2 separate regions of the Mus musculus genome follow, and region 1 is linked to region 2. Evidence: chromatin contacts called from public HiChIP or PLAC-seq data. All regions are on one chromosome and are shown on one strand. The core of a region is the stretch at or near the end of the contact, and the rest is flanking DNA. Distances in the headings are between cores, read along the strand shown.

Region 1 (3,125 bases), core at 369-2,868, 670 kb before region 2:
TTTTTCTCTTTGCTGTTCTTTGGCATGTTGGCATCCTTCGTGGTTCAAATCAGATGTTAGCTTCTTTCTGAAGCTCTTTGTGATCCCTTTACTGTAGACTGTTTTTCCTATACCTGGAGCACTTGCCTTCTATCACTTAAGACCCTGTGCTGTGGTTGAGTGTGTACATGTGTGTTCCTGTGTGCATCCTAAGCACCCTCCAAAAATCATGTTTTCCTGGACCTGCTTCTGTTTGCCACAGAGTTCTGTGAACCACATAATAAAGGGTACACTGAACTTTGCAATCAAATGTGTCAAAGAGCCAGTGCAGAGCGGAATATAATGTGCCACAGAAAAACAGTGAGAATGGACTTCAGACTTCATGCAGAGACGTACTAGAAGAAAGAGGAGGAAGAGAGAGGGAAAAGGACGCTGTTGGTTTCTAGCAGTGTGGACATAGAGACAACCCAAACACAAATGCATCTCAATGACTATGTCAAGTACCCAGCCACTAATAATTCCCAAGCAAAAACCCATTGGCAAAATTGAACAGGACCACCCATGAGCAGCTATGAAGCCCTTATCAAAAAACAATAAAAACTATAATATTATTCTCTTGATGAGAACACTCACAAGTAACACTAGAAAAATAGCTGGCATATATATATATATATATATATATATATAAAACCTTTCCCTCGACCTTTGTCTATGTCTGTCTATTTATACCAAACATGTGGAAGGCCAGTACCGTGCTTCTCTTCTCTTTGCTAAGGTAGACAATCTGGATTTATTTTGCATTTATCACCGTTAAACATTTTGGTTGAGCTTTACCCTAAAACCAATGTTATGATTCTCTTCACCTTGTCTGAGACTCAGCTCAGTCAGGAATGCAATCGGCTTCTTCCCCAGAAGCAAGGAGTTCTAAGGAGCAAGGTGAGACAGGAAGACAATCATGTTAAGAGGGTTTTTTTGTTTGTTTGTTTGTTTGTTTGTTTGTTTTAAATGTGCAGATTTTAATTTTGGTTGAACAACATAATGAAGTCTATTAAGATCTCAGCTTGTCTGTGAGACTTTTATTTCAATAGAGCCCTGTTGATTTGAAATCATACCTTTGTTTCAAAGGGCAAATTGTTCGAGTTATGTCGGCATTTTAAGGTTGTCTTTTTCTCCCCGATGGAAATATATTGTGTTTGACCAAAAGATGGTCTTCAATGACTAAAATAAAAAAATAACACAGAGAGGGTTGTTGCCGAGGTGCATTTACTTTAAACTATATGCAGTCTCTAAAGTACTTAGATGCATAAAGTTATTACCCCTATATTATTGCTATCTATCATCCCAACTGCTAATAAGATTCCTTAGATATGCTGAACTAAAGCGCTAAGCCATTGTTGAGGCTTTTCCTGTCATTCCACACTCAGCCACCTCTGGGGCGGGCTCCCTCCTTCTCGCCCCCCCCCCCCGCCCCCACTGCAGTTTCTTTCACTTGTGTAGACCCAGCGTTCACAGGAAAAAGAAGCCTAAGTGACAGCAAAGCCCAAGGCTTGGCTGATCAACCAAACAGGCCTGTGTGTCTTACTCCTGGGGAAGCCTATAACTATCAGAAACATTCTCCTCTCCTTAGTCATCTGTTAGTCAGGCCACGCTTGCCAGCCCCTTTCCTTCTCCTTTGGCACGAACATCTTCAGTTTCATCTTTGTCTGTGGTATATGTGGTGTAAAGTTGAAATGTATTTTGGACCTTGGTTACATTCTGCTTCACACACACTAAATCCATGTCTCCCTGTAACAGTTAAAATGAACACAGTTGCGACTGGAGAGATGGCTCAGCAGCTGACTACAGTTGTTACTTCTATAGAGGAGTGGAGTTTAGCACACAGTTCAGTTGATAAAACATTCTGTAACTCCCGCTCCAGGTGAGCATACATTCTCCTCTGGCTTCTAAGTCCTCATATATGCACACTTCACACATTCAGAGAGATACACGTGTACATAAATAAATAATAAACATCTTTTTTTTTAATTAACAGTTTTCATTTCTGGATCGATATAAATTGAACACTCTATTGATTCAAAAATTTGTGTATACTATTTCTTTTTAAATTTGTAATATTTATTGATTGATTTATTGACTGGTTTATTTATGTGATAGAGTAAGGCATGTCCCACAGCATATGTGTCAGTCAGAGAAAACCTCGTGGGAGTTCATTCTCTTGTTCTATTCTGTGGGTTACAGGGTTGAGCTTCTGTCCTCAGACCTAGCATCAAGCACCTTTATCCACTGGGACATCTCACTGGCCCCATTCTTGGTACTTTGAGAAAAGGTTTTCATCTGTATATTCTTCTATTTCCATTTAAATGCAAAATTTCCATTGTGTTTACGTAAGCAACTCAAATCATTGACATAGGAAGCAGTTCAGAGAGTATGGAAGTACGAATGAGGGATGTCTTCACAGATCACAATGTAATCTGTTCTATGCAGATGAACTCAACTTTTCACACCATCAGGATTTCATCACAAAAGATGGGCCTGCCTGAGATACTGCTCATGAAAAGTCAATAACTGCTTTTAAAACAAACATAATTCTGACTTTTGGGAAAAGCCCATCTATCTTTGTGGGCCTTTTTCTTCAAAGTAGCTTCTAATAATTGCAGATGAGTGTGTTTATTCCTTCAGTGAGGCACGTGTATTGCTTCTTAACATCTTCTAGGAGAAAGATTGGCAAGTTAGAGGAGATGAGTAGAATTATCTTCAAAATTTGTTTCATTTCTCATCTTTGTTTTTTGCTCTTTGAGTAATGCAAGTATGGAAAAAGTAGCATTTTGTATGTTAAAGCAGAGAGGATTTTAGAGCAGAAACCTAGCCCTGCTGTAAATTACAACACTTCAGGATTGCATGTTCCACATAATGAAGGACAAGAAAGGTTTTTTAATGAGTGTTCTAAAAGGGCATCACTCATAGCAATGACGGAGCTAGCCGTTTCATTACTGGTCTCATTAGTTCACATGAGTAATTTGAAGGATTATTCTCTGTTAATGTCAGAGAAGGAAACTGAGAGGCTTCGAAATGATACCAAGACACACAACATAAGGATTTTACCCTCTTGTTCCTGAGTGACCATTGGTTCATAAATCCAGCTAAGC
Region 2 (3,248 bases), core at 175-2,674:
AAAAGCATGAAGGCTCCTCATGCCAGCCTATGTGCAGACAACTCAGGCATCTGGGTAGAGTGATTCCCCAAATCTTTAAAATGAAACTGGCCCTGAAGACTCTTCCTAAGACAAGCAGTCATGAGTGTGAATCTTGCCACTTATCTTGAAAAGCATGATTCTCTCTGGTTGCTATCTACTTCAAAAAGACTTAAAAATATACAAATAAAAATATTTTTATTTATTAATTTGTTTATTTATTTATTTATTTATTTTTCCCATTTTTTATTAGGTATTTAGCTCATTTACATTTCCAATGCTATACCAAAAGTCCCCCATACCCACCCACCCCCTACCCACCCACTCCCCCTTTTTGGCCCTGGCGTTCCCCTGTACTGGGGCATATAAAGTTTGCCTGTCCAATGGGCCTCTCTTTCCAGTGATGGCCGACTAGGCCATCTTTTGATACATATGCAGCTAGAGTCAAGAGCTCCGGGGTACTGGTTAGTTGATAATGTTGTTCCTCCTATAGGGTTGCAGACCCCTTTAGCTCCTTGGCTACTTTCTCTAGCTCCTCCATTGGGAGCCCTGTGATCCATCCATTAGCTGACTGTGAGCATCCACTTCTGTGTTTGCTAGGCCCCGGCATAGTCTCACAAGAGACAGCTACATCTGGGTAAAAATATTTTTGTTCCATCAACCTTATGCATATTTTTTTTACATTCCTAGACTGGCAAGATTTCTCTTTGTCTATAGATCTGCCCTCTTGGAAAGTCTTCCTCCCTCCTGTGACATGGAAGGATCTTGGTCTTTTTTTTTTTCTTAGTTGGAAGCAAAGAAAGCAAAGTACTGAAGAAACAGCTTGCATCACCAAACACCTAAAGATACATCATGAATTTATACCTTTAATATATCTTACAGCCTGCAAGACAGAAACTGGGTAAGCCTTCCCATGCATAAGGAAGTGTGTCTGGGGATATTGGGTACTGCACTTAATGTCATGTATGCAGAGAGTTGATCCTTTTCCTTTCTCCCTAATTTGTCTGTCTTTCCCTCCTTTTGTTCTCTCAGAAAGCCCACCACTTCAGAAAGTCTAAAGAGATAGGGGCTTATGAGAGTCAGATAAAAAATATTTTGAAAGGGATAGTCATGCATTTCCTGGCTTTGGAGAGGTCTTGGTGGTGTGCTCTTAGATGTTGTGATATTAGTTAGGATCAACACCCTGCCATTGGGCATGGGGTCTCTGGAATCTTCACTCCTGGGTGTAGCTGGAGGAGAATGCGTTCTGTGTGTCTGTAACCAGAAAGGGTAGAATGCTAAAGCCGGTCTAATTAAGGCCAGTCTGCCTGTCCATGACTGTCTGTCAGACTTGAGTCTGGCCTGCCTAGTGCAGTGGAAACAAGTGGGTTTTTTTTTTTTTCCTCCTTTTTCCTCATGTTTTAACTGTGTGAGGTTACAGTGCCACCATGTGGATCCTCCGGTGTGAACCTGGATAATGAAGCTGGGGCTACAAAAGTGGTCACAGGCAACCTAAAAGACTTGGGAACAGGGACAGAAAGAGAAACCCGGTTTTTGAAAAGACACCGTGGTTCGTCAGGAAAAACAGAAGTCACGTCGGTCGGTCAAAAGATAATTTACATTCGTGAGCACCGCTTGGAGCCAAACAGACGCTAGTTGAAACTTACCAAACTGTCTTTACAGCCTCAGTTGCCTTGTCTGTGTAACGGGCACTGTAGTAGCTCCTCTAGGCTGCCGTTAGAATCAAAAGGCAGTGCACACAAAGTGCTCTCTGCCTGCCATGTCTGGTTGTTATGACTGAGCTAAGAAAGGAACTTCACAGCCTTATGCTGAACCGCAGTCCCGTGCTAGGACTCTCGACATTTTGCCCATGGTTTTACCTTGATTTAAGCCTTAACCATTTCACCTTCCCCTGCCTTTGACATGTGAGCTTTGCAGCAGTCAAATTTCAAATCATGTATTTCAAATCATGTTTCCATCATCTTGTAGCTTTGTAGCCTTGGGATATTTAAACCTTCTGAGCTGGGAAGCTGTGTGGTGATGCTGGCCCTTTGTTCCAGCATCCAGGGTATGGAAGCAAGAGGCTACCCTCTTGTTCAAGGATATTCTCTGCTAGATAGTTAGTTAGACTCCAGTATGGACTCACAAGACCCTGCCTGGGGAAAATAAAAATAGGGAACAACAAAATCCTGAGTCCTGGTTTCCTTGTCTGTAAAATGGGGTTAAGAACCTGTTACAGAGGGAACTAGAGCTCGGGCACTCGAAGCTTCGGATGCAGTAACTTCAATGGTCATCAGTCTGCGCCCATCACTGTTACGGTCATGACTACACTACAGGACAGCACAGCCTCACCTTGACCTCCAAGTAACAAAACCTTTAAGTTCACCTTAACATCAAAGAGCGATTGAGGAACTAGACAGGAAGCAACTTCTGTGGTCTATTTACCTACACACCTCAATGTTGAGGTTCTGTGGTTTTTATAAGGTTATCTTCTCAAGGCTAAAAGTGCAGCTATGAACAGTTTACACCTCAGTGTTTTCAGTATTAAAGTGTATTTCATAGTCAAGGTTAATAGTGCCATGTGTTAGTAGCACACACCTTTAATCCCAGTACTCAGGAGGCAGAGGCAGATGGATCTCTGAGTTTGAGACCAGCCTGGTCTACATATAGAGTTCCAGGACAGCCAGGGCTACCTAGACAAACCCTGTCTTGAAAAGCAAACAAACAGAAAACAGAACAAAACAGTTACTACTCTGATGTCTTTAATTTATTTTACATGTCTTCATCTTCTGAGGCCCCAAATCCAGTCCTTTCAAATCAAGCAAAATCTTAGAACTAATGAACAGATTTAGACTTGATGAAGACAAAAACTCAATCGTATCCATCACCGCAAACTCTGAAAGTCTAGATTTGCCGTGACACCTGAGTGGTCCTAGCCAGGATAACACAAACGCAAAACCACGGTGATCTTAGCTCTAAGCTTTAACACCTCCAGCTATTCGGGGGGGGGGGGTCCCCAAAATGTTTCATAAGCCTCCTCCACTTCTGATCCCCACCACTATGCTTAAGCCACAGTCTCATAACTACCTCCTTGGACTGACAGCAACCTGCTGCACTTTCCCCACCAGGCTATAGGCAGCCCTGCAACCAGAGGGGCCCCAGGCATCTCCCACACCTGCCCCCTTCCCTGCCTCACTCCTTAAATATCCCCAACCTCAGTAAATATCCTCATTGCTGCTTCCATTAAAATA

What was found. HiChIP or PLAC-seq counts read pairs in DNA pulled down with a chosen protein or histone mark.
Region 1: a contact with region 2 is called in a CTCF HiChIP or PLAC-seq map of the NIH/3T3 cell line, with 7 read pairs. The contact joins two enhancer-like sites. A contact is called at or near these places in 1 of 15 datasets of contacts at CTCF or cohesin (the NIH/3T3 cell line), 2 of 484 Hi-C or Micro-C datasets (bone marrow-derived macrophages and embryonic fibroblasts) and 1 of 9 other capture datasets (embryonic stem cells).

What each region holds. Positions count from the first base shown.
Region 1 is chr10:96,805,269-96,808,393 of GRCm38.p6, reverse strand. No RefSeq gene overlaps it. Among named protein-coding and RNA genes, the nearest start is that of Gm33897, 91 kb to the right of the region's middle. Within about 2 kb of position 1,618, at least 40 of the 459 cell types and tissues checked have an H3K27ac peak or open chromatin away from gene starts, as enhancers often do. A contact at or near this core is called in the NIH/3T3 cell line, where this site is marked.
Region 2 is chr10:96,130,502-96,133,749 of GRCm38.p6, reverse strand. No RefSeq gene overlaps it. Among named protein-coding and RNA genes, the nearest start is that of Gm40746, 49 kb to the left of the region's middle. Within about 2 kb of position 1,424, at least 52 of the 459 cell types and tissues checked have an H3K27ac peak or open chromatin away from gene starts, as enhancers often do. A contact at or near this core is called in the NIH/3T3 cell line, where this site is marked.